2 separate regions of the Macaca mulatta genome follow, and region 1 is linked to region 2. The links are chromatin contacts, called in public Hi-C maps. All regions are on one chromosome and are shown on one strand. Each heading gives the region's core, a stretch centred on a gene start, on an enhancer-like site or on the middle of the called end of the contact. The rest is flanking DNA. Distances are from core to core; before and after follow the strand shown. Region 1 holds the start of EMC10 (ER membrane protein complex subunit 10). Region 2 holds the start of LOC114674079 (napsin-A).

Region 1 (6,146 bases), core at 2,975-5,474, 110 kb before region 2:
CTGCAGCTGCACCGAGGTGTTGAACAGCTCCAGGTCCACATCTTCCACCTCATGGCCCCGGCAGCCCCCGGGGTGCGTCACCACCGACACGCCCACCACGTTGCCAGCCACGTCCACATGCAGGGTCAGCTGGTCCGAGAGGTGGGACTCCACCAGGGAGCACTGTCGGGGGAGTGGGGTCAGCAGAGGTGGGGAGCCTGCTGCCTGGGCTCCACCCTAACCTCCCCCTGCCCCCCACCACAGGATCCCCAGAGCATCTTTCAAAACCTTCCCATGGCTCCCTGTCACCCTCAGGCACAAGCCCAAGCTCAACCGCCCCCACCCTGGAGTCCTCACAATGCTGTCCCCACAAAAGCACCCGCTACCTGGACCAACCCCTCCAGACCAGGAGGCCTTGGAGGGCAAGGCCAGGTCTGAGTCTCCCAGGCCTCTGCGGGCTCCAGAAACACAGGGGTTCGAATGGTGGAAGCAGGACCAGGGTAGAGGGTAAGGACGAGGGAGAAGGGGGCTTGTCCTCGACACCAACTCACCGCAGGGACAAAGGAGGAGACGTAGCCACTAGCTTCCAGGCCATCCAGGGCCCCAGGTCGCCTCGGGACCCGGACCCGGTACAGGCCGTTCAGCGCTGCCACATCCTGGGGACGGGAGAAGAGGGTGCTGGTCAGAAGGCTGGCGCCAGCCCTGGACAGGCTGTGATGCCCACCAGGCCTCCGCAAAGGCCCCTCTCCAGCCCCACCCGCCTCACAGCCCACACTCCCCAGGCTGGCCGACCTGAGTCTGCCCAGGACTCTTCCTGCTGGGGTGGCCCGGCTGGTGGGTGAGGCCAGGAGCAGCTGGGACTGCCCCACCTAGGGGAGAAGCCATCACAAGGAGCGCAGAGCCCAGCCCAACGACGGAGTGGGTCCTGAGGACGCCTTCCCTGTGCCTGGATCCAGCCGCACCTGACATCCACCCCACGCCTGGATGCACCAGTTACACGCACAATAAATTCTGTTTGGGGGCAGCTGTGACAAGAGAATCATGTGGGCACCAAGCAGGAAGGCTGCTAAGGCAGACCTCGCCGCGTGGCCACCACAATGAAGCCTGCACTCCCAGCCTCCCTCACAGCTACATCTGGCCGATGGGGGGATGTGGGCTGTGCCAGCTTTTGCAAGCTTTCTCTAAATGCTGCTGCTCCTTCTGCCCCTTTCTCCCGCTCTACCCTGCTGCCTGGAGCCCTGGGGCCTCTCTGCATGACACCTACGGAGGATTGAGCCGGGCCCTGAGGCTGTCACAACACAGGGCGACAGAAGTGAGCTCCTGTCTAACCACGGCTATTTTAAGGATCTCTCTCTCCTCACAAGCAAATCTCGTCTAAGTAGTCATGAAACAGCTCAGCTGAATGTGGAAGAGGAGAGGAGCCGATTGTGTGAAACCTGCGGGGGAAGGGGCTCTGCAGGCAGAGGGAGCAGTGTGGGCAGAGGCCATGAGGCAGGACATTGTGCCTGGAACGCCAAGATGAACCGTTCCACCAGGGGCAGTCATCCAGGACAGAGGCTGAGAGTGGCAGGAGGTGCTGGAAGCCCACCTGGGCCTGGAGGGAAGGCTGCGGGGGACCAGCAGGGGGTGGCTGAAGAGACAGCTAGATACCCTCCATCCCCATCCACACCCAGCCCTGAGTGCCCCATCTCACCCGGAGTCGGCCCCGCTCCTCCTCGCTGAGCTGCCGCTGTGACAGGGACAAGGTGCCATCCTGCTGGTTCCAAAGCAGCGAGCCCCGCTTCCGGAAGTTGGCACTGTCATCTGTGAGGAGCTCAGGCTCAGAGACGCCCCCTACCACCCCCCCGCCCATCCTTCAACCCAGGCAGGGGCCAGGAGGTCCAGCTTCAAATTTTGGCCTGCCTCCACCCGAGTGACCAGGTTCCCTCCCCATCTTGGCCCCCATTTTCCTATCTACAAAGTGGGGACACCTCCACCATGTTCTACCTCACGAGGCAACCCATAGCAGATGCATGAACCTCACAGCTCCCAAATCCTGCCTCTGCCTCACCAGGTGACCCAGGGACAGCCATATAACCTCTCTGAGCCTCAGCTTCCCCAACTGCAAAATACGGACGCTGTGGAGTTCAGGAATTCCCAACTACCTGGCTGTGTCAGAAGCAGGGGAGCTGTTCGCTGAGCAGATGCCAGGGTCTGCAGAGGGGCACCAGCTTCAGGGTTTGTGCCCTCAGGTTCAGGGCCTCAGACTCAATTACTGCACTCTGGGCAGCACTGACGTCCAGCTCTGGGAACCTGGACACCTGCGTCATGGCAATTTAAGCTTGGCTTTGAAGCTGGCTCCTGCTCTGCCACTCACTCACGATGAGACCTTGTGTGGTGCCTACTCTGAGCCCATTTCCTCTTCTGGAAAAGGAGGCTGACACGAATACCTACCACCTCACATGGCTGCTGTGAGGACATGTGAGTTAATACTTGCAAAGCGTGCAACCACTAATGCTGGGCACGTGGCAACTGATCGGGAAAGTCGGCTCTGACATTATTACTGCCGTGCTGACCTTTCAAAAACTGAGATTTGTCTTACAGGCAAGGGGACATTTAAAGACAGTGTTTCTCTTCTTTCATGTCCCCCTTTCCCCCAACCTGGGGCAAATCTGTTAGTAAACGGATGTTAGTAAATGTCATATGACGGGAGGCACCCGGACTCCAAGTCTTGACTTCTCAGGGCACCAATGTTAAGAGAGGACGTTGCCTGACTCACCGATCTCAAATGAGTGCTCCAGCAGCAGCCCCACCGTGCCGCAGGCCTCACCCTCTCGGCCTTCCGCCCCAGCCTGCACAGGACACAGAAGGCCCCAGGTGAGAACCACCCAAGCCCTCAGCATGGCAGTCACCCACAAAGCCCAGGACAGACAGACTGGGGTGGGCTGAAGGAGGAGCCTTATCTTCAGGTTAATCACTGCTGCTTGCCTCTATTTCACTAGAAACCACCCATTTCATGAATATTCATAATCTGGACTCCCTCACCCCCAGAAAACCAGACCCTACAAACATGCCTAACCTCATTGCCAAAGCAACTATCCCAAGGTCAATTCCAAGCCTTGCACCACAAATACTCATGAATTAAATGACACCCTCCCTCTCCCGAGGCTTCTTTTTCATGCTAGTATCCAAATGGCCTCCTTATCACCTGACAGCCCAAGAGCCAAGATGCAGCCTGAGTTCAGTCCCTATTAAGCATATTCAAGATTCATGCTTTCCTTTTCTCCAATCTCCAAACCTGCATATTCGTGCATATTCAGGAGGTAAAACTCCTCTCCACCTCTTCAAGAGCCCCCTCCCACTCCTTATTTTCTTTTTCTGAGACAGGGTCTCGCTCAGTCGCCCAGGCTGGAGTGCAGTGGTGTGATCTCAGCTCACTGCAACCTCTGCCTCCCGGGTTCAAGCGATTCTCCTGCCTCAGCCTCCCGGGTAGTTGGGATTACAGGCACCTGCCACCACACCCAGCTAATTTTTGTATTTTTAGTAGAGACGGGGTTTCACCATGTTGAGCCGACTGGTCTTGAACTCCTGACTTTAAGTGGTCCGCTCATCTCGGCTTCCCAAAGTGCTGGGATTACAAGCATGAGCCACCGCGATCGGCCTAATTTTTTTAATTAGTATTTTTTGTAGAGACAGGGCTCGCTATGTTGCCCAGACTGGTCTTGAACTCCTGATCTCGAGCAATCCTCCCGCCTCGGCCTCCCTAAGCGTTGGGATGACAGAAGAGCCACCGCGCCCGGCTTCACCATTCCTCTTTCATTTTAACCGCCCCGACGTGACTCTCCAGGATTCCACACCCCCAGCCCCGCCCCCTCATACATATTCCCGAGCCAGAGCCTTTCCAACAGGTGCTCTTGTTTTCCCTCCCAGTCGCTGCAACCCGGTGCACTGGCGAGGCCCCTCCTGCGCGTGCGTGACTGAGGCTTGGCTTTCCAGAGATCGCCCACCTCTTCCCTCTTAGCCCTGCGCAGCCTCCTTTCGTCTGTAATTCACCTAAAGACCCAAGACCCGCGACATCCGTAGACCGCGCCCGCTATGCACAGCTAAAGATCACTCACCCCTCGCGCACCAGTCCCGGCCCGGCAGCCGCTGCCCCGGGCTCGACTGGGCGCTGCTACCGCCATCAGCAAGAGCAGGAGCAGCCGGGTCGCCCCACCCCTGGTTGCCGCCATCTCGGCTCCTTCCCACCGGCGAAGCGACGGCTGAGAGCCAGGAGCCGCGCAGCACGCCGGGAGAAACAGGCCGCATCCTGACGCCCGTGCGCCTGCGCTGGGCCCCAGCGCCTGCGCACTGGCGCCCGTCCGCTCCTGGGGCCTGACGTCAGCAGGATGGAGCCGCCCCTTTAGCCTGATCTCCAGGAGCCGCCCCCTCCTGGGACGTCATCACAAACTGGGAGCCCGCTTCTGTGTGACGTCATAAAACCCGATCCGCATCATGACGTCACAATGCCCTAGCCCAGCCCCCTCATTTTCTCCCTCGGCTCCTTCCTCCGCTCCAGGCGGGGGGGGACATCGCGATGAGGCGGGATCGCGGCGCTAAGCCGGCCCTGGGTGGAGCTGGCAAGGTGGAACCAGGTGGGATGGCAGGTGAGAGACGGAGCCAGGCCTGGAGGGGTTGGACCTGGTGAGGGAACCAAGCAAAGGCTGGGGCCGGCAATTCAGGCACATCTGATACCCCGTCCTCTGCGCGGAGCTGTGCCGGGCCCTCCCGGCTGGCAGCCAGACACAGCCTCCCGGGATCGACGCCCAGACTTCGTCCTGCTAAAATGCCTCCTGGTTCCAGCCTCTCCCACGGGCCGTCCCAGACGGCTCCAACGCTACCTCCAGAGCGGCGAATTCGACCAGTTGCGGGACTTCCCCATCTTTGAGAGCAACTTTGTGCAGGTAGGGAGCCCCAGAACCCCCTCATCCCAAGCCTCGGCCTGTCCCTCGACCTCCTCCCGACTTGGAAAGCCCCTGCTCCCCCATAACGTCCATCACGTGGGATTCCCGACTCCCAACTCCTACCTGACCACTGATGCCCCATACCTCTAGTTCTTTAGATTCTTTGTGAACCTCTAACTCCGTTGCCTCAGTTTCCCTAACTTCACACCCATATGATTCTTGACCTTTAATTCCAAGATATCTGGCCCCCAGCCTGATTTTCAACTCACCTGGTTCATGACCTTTTCCCCTACCAAGATTCCTAATTTCTGATCCCTCCCCAGTTCTGCCCGCACATCTATCCTGCCCCTAACCTCTGACCCCTGGCCCCAGGTGACTCGGTTGGGAGAAGTTGCCAACGAGGTCACCATGGGGGTGGCAGCCTCCAGTCCAGCCCTGGAGCTCCCAGACCTATTGCTTCTGGCCGGCCCTGACAAGGAGAATGGACACCTGCAACTCTTCGGGTAACTGCCCCCACCTCAGCCGAGACCCCCTCCTCCCTCAGCTCCAGGCACCTGAGCCCCTAGCAGTACTTCCCCTCACCCAGACCACCCCCAGGGCCAGGAGCTGGCGGTGCTACCGGCCCTCCCTGAGCTGTTATCTACATGGGAGAAGAAGGACAGAGCAGCCCTCAGGGGCCAGAAATCAGGGACTAGACAGACCTGAAGGGGACAGTCCTCAGCCATGCCCCAGCAGGGGTCAGGAGAATGACCATTTCCACAGGGCCTGCTCATGCACGCCCTGGGCCGTGCATGAGATCTCACCTCTGACCTCATATCTTCACATGGTGGGGTCCCTTAGCCCCATCCTCCAAAGAGCTAAACTGAGGCTCAGAGAGCTGGGAGCCATTTGCCCAGGGTCCCACTGTGGCTCCAGAGTGGGCCAGGATTGGAACGCCAAGCTTGTCACGATTGCGGATCTCACGGTTCTTGAGCCCTCCTGTGCCTCACTCCATACTCTCTTCTACGTCGTATTTTTTCATTGAAAAAGTAATGCAGACTGGGTGCGGTGGCCCACACCTATAATCCCAGCACTTTGGGAGGCCGAGACGGGCGGATCACGAGGTCAGGAGATCGAGACCATCCTGGCTAACACGGTGAAACCCCGTCTCTATTAAGAAATACAAAAAACTAGCCGGGCGAGGTGGCGGGCGCCTGTAGTCCCAGCTACTCGGGAGGCTGAGGCCGGAGAATGGCGTGAACCCGG
Region 2 (6,290 bases), core at 87-2,586:
AAACTAAGCCATGCGTGGTAGCGAATGCCTCTAGGCACAGCTACTCAGGAGGCTAAGATGGGAGGATCGCTTGTGCCCAGGAGGCTGAGGTTGCAGTGAGCCATAATGGCACCACTGCACTCCAGCCTGGGTGACAAGGCAAGACTCTGTTTCAAGAAAAAAAAAAAAAATTCTATGACTTTATGGAATTTTCCTATTCTGGACATTTCCTATAAATGGATCCTTGGAATATGTGGCTCTTTGTGACTGGCATCTCTCACTTGGCATAAAGTTTTCTACGTTCATCTACATTGTAGAATGTATCAGTATTTCATTTCTGTTTATGGCACAGTGATAGTCCATGATACGGATATACCACCTTGTACTTACCCATTCGCTAGTTAATGGACAGGTGGGATGTTTCTATTCCTGGCTGCAATGCTGCTATGAACATTCATGTACAAGTTTTTGTGTAGACATATGTTCTCATTTCACCTTGGAGTAGGATTGCTAGGTCATGCAGTAACTCTGTGTTTAACTTTTGTTTTGAGACAGTGTCTCACTCTGCCACCCAGGCTGGAGTGGAGTGGTGTGGTCACAGGTCATTGCAGCCTTGACCTCCTGGGCTCGAGTGATCTTCCCACCTCAGTCTCCAGAGTAACTGGGACTACCAATATGCACTAGCAAGCCGGCTAATTCTTTCATAGAAACGGACTCACTGTGTTGCCCAGGCTGGTCTGGAACTCCTGGGCTCAAGCAATCCTCCCACCTCAGTCTGCCAATGTGCTGGGACGACATGCATGAGCCACCATGCCCGGCCTGTGTTTAATATTTTGAGTAGGCCAGGTGCGGTGGCTCACGCCTGTAATCCCAGCACTTTGGGAGGCTGAGGCGGGCAGATCACCTGAGGTCAGGAGTTTGAGACCAGCCTGGCCAACATGGCGAAACCCCGTCTCTACTAAAAATACAAAAATTGGCAGGAGAATCGCTTGAACCCAGGGGACGCAGGTTGCAGTGAGCCGAGATCACAGCCACTGCACTCCAGCCTGGACGACAGAGTAAGACTCTGCCTCAAGGGAAAAAGAAAAAAAAAAAAAACATTAATGCGAGACCTCGGGAAAGTGCGATATAAGATCATAGAGGGAACGCGGGTCCGAATTTGAGCCCCTGTGGGGTCAGATGTGGCCCACAGTGGCTGAGAGTCACACAAAGTGTCCCTTACTCTTAGACACATAACTGGACTACATTTCCCGGTCGTCCTTGCAGCCAGGAGTAACCACGTGACAGATTCCCGCCAATGGAACAGGGGCAAAAGTAATCCTGGCAGAGACAATGCGAGGCATCTGGGCTGATTATTTGGTGTCTGCAGCTTCAAGAACCACGTTCAATTCCCCTCCAAGTGCATCTGGGCTGCCTCCTTTTAACCTTTCTGCACCGCAGCACCCCCTCAACCCCGTAAAATGCGGGCGATAATTCCTTTATTACAAGGTTAGTTAGTAAATAAAATGACGGGTTTAAAAATCTGGCAATCCTTTACCTAATCACCTCCTGAGGGGCTTCGGGAAAGATTGTGTTGGGCGATTCTGGAGACTGTGCTCCTCTGATGGTGGAGGCCGACCCGGTCACAACCCCCGGAGAGACAAGACATAGGGAGATCCAGGTCCCATCGGCCAGGCCGTGTTCGGCAAGAGATGTCCCAGTAACCTCGGGCAGGGGAGTCAGGGAGGAAGCCTCTGTTCTGCTCCTTTTCCCGTTGGGTGCAGAGAGCGAGCAAGTCGGCATTCCAGGCGGTGGGAAGCGCCAGGGCAGAAGCAGGGAAGCTGGAAATAGCCTGGTGTTCCAGGAGTCCCGCTCTAGAAACAGGTGTGGCGGCTGGGGAATCTTGGCTGGGAAAATAGGCCCACACCTCCACCTTGTGGCCAGTTGGGAATTTGCAGGCACGGCCTCTCAGAAACTACTTAAGGGCGCTTTGGGTGAATTTGGATGGGGTGCTGCAGACGGAAAGCGTGGGGGGCGATTTGAAGGGGCCCACCCAGATCGAGTGCTCTGACTGAGAAAACAAAGTGGGTGGTGACAGTTATCAGAGACACGGTCGACTGTTTCAAGAAAATCCCCCAGAGCAAGGAGTGCACAAAGTGGATCTTTACCATTATTTTTGCATTTATTTATTTCTATTGAGACAGTGTCTCACTCTGTCGCCCGGGATGGAGTGCAGTCACGTGATGACGGCTCACTGCAGCTTCAGCCTCCTGAGCTCAAGTGATCCTCCTGCCTCACCTTCCCCAGTAGCTGGGACTACAGGAGTGTGCCATTACGCCCAGATAATTTAAAAAATTTTTTTTTGCCGGGCGCGGTGGCTCAAGCCTGTAATCCCAGCACTTTGGGAGGCCGAGACGGGCGGATCACGAGGTCAGGAGATCGAGACCATCCTGGCTAACATGGTGAAACCCCGTCTCTACTAAAATATACAAAAAACTAGCCGGGCGAGGTGGCGGGCGCCTGTAGTCCCAGCTACTCGGGAGGCTGAGGCAGGAGAATGGCGTGAACCCGGGAGGCGGAGCTTGCAGTGAGCTGAGATCCGGCCACTGCACTCCAGCCTGGGCGGCAGAGCAAGACTCCGTCTCAAAAAAAAAAAAAAAATTTTTTTTGGTACAGACAGGGTCTCCCTTTGTTGACCAGGCTGGTTTGCAACTCCCAGGCTCAAGCGATCCTCCTGCCTCAGCCTTCCGAAGGGCTGGGATGACACCCCCGCCTCCCAAACGCACCCCCACCACACCTAGCCTTTCTTTTCTTTTCTTTTCTTTTCTTTTTTTTTTTGAGATGGAGCCTTGCTCTGTCGCCCAGGCTGGACTGTAGCAGGGCGATCTTGGCTCACTGCAACTTCTGCCTCCCAGGTTCAAGCAATTCTCCTGCCTCAGTCTCCCGAGTAGCTGGGATTACGGGCGCCTGCCACCACGCTCGGCTAATTTTTTTGCGTGTTTTTAGTAGAGACGGGGTTTCACCATGTTGGCCAGGCTGGTTTTCAACTCCTGACCTCAAGCGATCCGCCCGCCTCGGCCTCCCAAAGTGCTGGGATTACAGGTGTGAGCAACTGCACCCGGCCACCTTTTCTTTAGAAATTACCCCGCCTTCGGTGTTCCTTTATTGCAATGCAAAATGGACTAATACAGATGCTATGGAATAGATGTGCAGAAAATATCTATAAGGATATTACTGCATTGTTTATTACATTAAAAGGGGGAAAACAATCTATGCAGAGAATCAGTTCTGGAAGTGGTGTGGTAGTGTTACATTAATACTCTCAAATACTATGTAGCTATTTTAAAAAATGGGCTTGGCCGGGCATGGTGGCTCATGCTTGTAATCCCAGCACTTTGGGAGGCCAAGGTGGGCGGATCACCTGAGGTCGGGAGTTCGAGACCAGCCTGACCAATATGGAGAAACCCCGTCTCTACTAAAAATACAAAATCAACTGGGTGTGGTGCCGCATGCCTGTAATCCCAGCTATTTGGGAGGCTGAGGCAGGAGAATCACTTGAACCCAAGAGGCAGAGGTTGCGGTGAGCAGAGATTGCGCCATTGCACTCCAGCCTGGGTGAAAAGACAAGAGCGAAACTCCGTCTCAAAAAAAAAAGAAAAGAATGGGCTTTAGCCAGGCATGGTGGTGCGCCTGTAGTCCCAGCTACTTGGGAGGCTGAGACAGAAGAATCATTTGAATCTGAGAGGTGGAGGTTGCAGTGAGCCAAGATCGCGCCACTGCACTCCAGCCTGGGTGACAGAGCAAGACTCCCTCTCAAAAGAAAAAAAAAAAAGGCCGGGCGCGGTGGCTCAAGCCTGTAATCCCAGCACTTTGGGAGGCCGAGACGGGCGGATCATGAGGTCAGGAGATCGAGACCATCCTGGCTAACACGGTGAAACCTTGTCTCTACTAAAAAAAAAAAATACAAAAAACTAGCTGAGCGTGGTGGCGGGCGCCTGTAGTCCCAGCTACTCGGGAGGCTGAGGCAGGAGAATGGCGTAAACCCGGGAGGTGGAGCTTGCAGTGAGTTGAGATCCGGCCACTGCACTCCAGCCTGGGCGACAGAGCGAGACTCCGTCTCAATAAAAAAAAAAAAAAAAAAAAAAAAGAATGGCCTTGTGGAAGTATATGCACTGAAGAATACTCATGTCTGCAGGTTATTCTGAAATCAAGAAAATGTGATGGGCTGAGGAATGAATACAGCAAGGTTTCTCAACCTTGCCACTGTGACATTTGGGGCCAGATTTTTTTTTTTTCCACTTTGCCACCTAGGCTGGAGTGCATCCTGGACCTGCTGGGCTCCGGCGATCCCCACACCTCAGCTTCCAGAGTAGCTGGGACGACAGGTGCATGCCGCCATGCCTGGCTAAGTTTTACATGTGTTTGTACTGGCTATGTTTCTCAAGCTGGTCTTGAACTCCTGAGCTTAAGTCATCCTCCCACCCCGGCCTCTCAAAGTCCTGGGATTACAGGCATGAGCCACCATGCCCTGCCTGGGGCTGGATAATTTTTGGTGGGGGGCTGTCTTGTGCATGGCAGGAAGCTTAGCAACATCGTTGGCCTCCACCCCACTACATGCCAGAAGCATCACCCCCACCCCCCACAGCAGGTGAGACAAAAATGTCCGCAGACAATGCCAAATGTCTCCTGCAGGGAAAAGAGCCCCTAGTTGAGAACCACTGGGACACAGGGTAGGCTAGACGGATTGAAACAGGATAAATCGGCCAGGCGCAGTGGCTCACACCTGCGCCTCAGCACTCTGGGAGGCCGAGGTGGGCGGATCACCTGAGGTCAGGAGTTCGAGAGCAACCTGACCAACATGGTGAAACCCTGTCCCTACTGAAAAATAGAAAAATTAGCTAGGCGTGGTGGCAGGTGCCTGTAATCCCAGCTGAGGCTGGAGAATTGCTTGAACCCAGGAGGCGGAGGTTGCAGTGAGCCGAGATCACGCCACTGCACTTCAGCCTGGGCAACAGAGTCAGACTCTGTCTCAAAAGAAAAAAAGAAAAGAAAAGAAAAGAAACAGGATAAAGCAAACACAGACAAATGTTAGTGGTGGAAGCTGGGTAGGAGGTATATGTGTGTTCACTGTAAAATACTTTCCACTTTGTCTTATGTTTGAGTGTCTGAATTTTCTTTTTTTCTTTTCTTTTTTTTTTTTTTTTTTGAGATGGGGTCTCACTCTGTCACCCACACTGGAGTGCAGTGGCACAATCTCAGCTCACTGCAACCTCCACCTCCAGGGCTCTATCGATCCTCCCACCTCAGCCTCTCTACTACTTGGGACCACAGGTGCACACCACCATGCCAGACTAAGTTTTAGTATTTTTGGTAGAGGTGGGGTTTTGCCATGTTGCCCAGGCTGGTCTTGATTCCTGACCACTATTGATCTACCTGCCTTGGCCTCCCAAAGTGCTAGGATTACAGGCATGAGCCACCATGCCTGGCCTGAATTTTCATAATGAAATCTTTTGGGGAAAAATAAAGTAAATCTGTATGCTCTGACTTTTCAAGACATGCAGAGACAGGATATTGAGGGATAAAAACTGAACCCAAAAGAAGTCCTATGATGCCTGGCATGTGACATTCAAGAACAGACAAAACGAAACTGTGGTCGCAGGGTATTCATTCCTTTTGCGGGACACTGGCTGGGAGGCAGTGAGACAGGACCTTCTGGGAAGCTGGAAATGTTTTTTTGTTGTTGTTGTCGTTTGTTTTTTTTTCTGAGAGAGTCTCGCTCTGTTGCTCAGGCTGGAGTGCAATGGTGCAATCTCAGCTTGCTGCAACCGCTTTCTCTCAGGTTCAAGTGATTCTCCGGTCTCAGCCTCTCAAGTAGCTGGGATTATAGGCGTGCGCCACCACACCTGGCTAATTTTTGTATTTTTAGTAGACACAGGGTTTCACCATGTTGGCCAGGCTGGTCTCAAACTCTTGACCTCAAGTGATCTGCTTGCCTCGGCCTCCCAACGTGCTGGGATTACAGGCATGAGCCACTGAGCCCCGCCTGGAAACGTTCTATGCTTTGGTCTGAGTGGTGGTGTACACCTGTGTGTAAATCCACCAGGCTGATGACGTAAATGCTTAAGTGTTTAGGGGTGAAGAATGGATGTCTGCAACTTATCTGAAAGAGATTCAATAAAAAAGATAGGCTCCTGGATGATAAGAGAGGTAGAGAGCTGGACAGATGTGTAACAAAGACAATTCTGCAAAATACATTAATTATAAATTCTAAGTGATGGGAACAGGGGCCTTCTCTCTATAATCCTGTGAACTTTTCTCTAAGCTTGAAAATC

The links. A called contact is a pair of places that touch in the nucleus more often than the background predicts.
Region 1: a contact with region 2 is called in a Hi-C map of fetal cortex germinal zone, with 1.7 times the contacts expected there. The contact joins the promoter of EMC10 here to the promoter of LOC114674079 in region 2.

What each region holds. Positions count from the first base shown.
Region 1 is chr19:62,866,721-62,872,866 of T2T-MMU8v2.0, reverse strand. EMC10 (ER membrane protein complex subunit 10) reads right to left here and starts at 4,224. Exons shown (of 7, transcript NM_001194699.2): 1 at 4,077-4,224; 2 at 2,738-2,810; 3 at 1,673-1,782; 4 at 531-635; 5 at 1-162. The coding sequence starts at 4,190. All of the region lies in intron 27 of MYBPC2 (myosin binding protein C2), which reads right to left. It overlaps GARIN5A (golgi associated RAB2 interactor 5A), which reads left to right and starts at 4,337. Exons shown (of 6, transcript XM_015124655.2): 1 at 4,337-4,464; 2 at 4,467-4,604; 3 at 4,801-4,901; 4 at 5,274-5,404. The coding sequence starts at 4,347.
Region 2 is chr19:62,753,522-62,759,811 of T2T-MMU8v2.0, reverse strand. It overlaps LOC114674079 (napsin-A), which reads left to right and starts at 1,336. Exons shown (of 10, transcript XM_028839443.2): 1 at 1,336-1,467.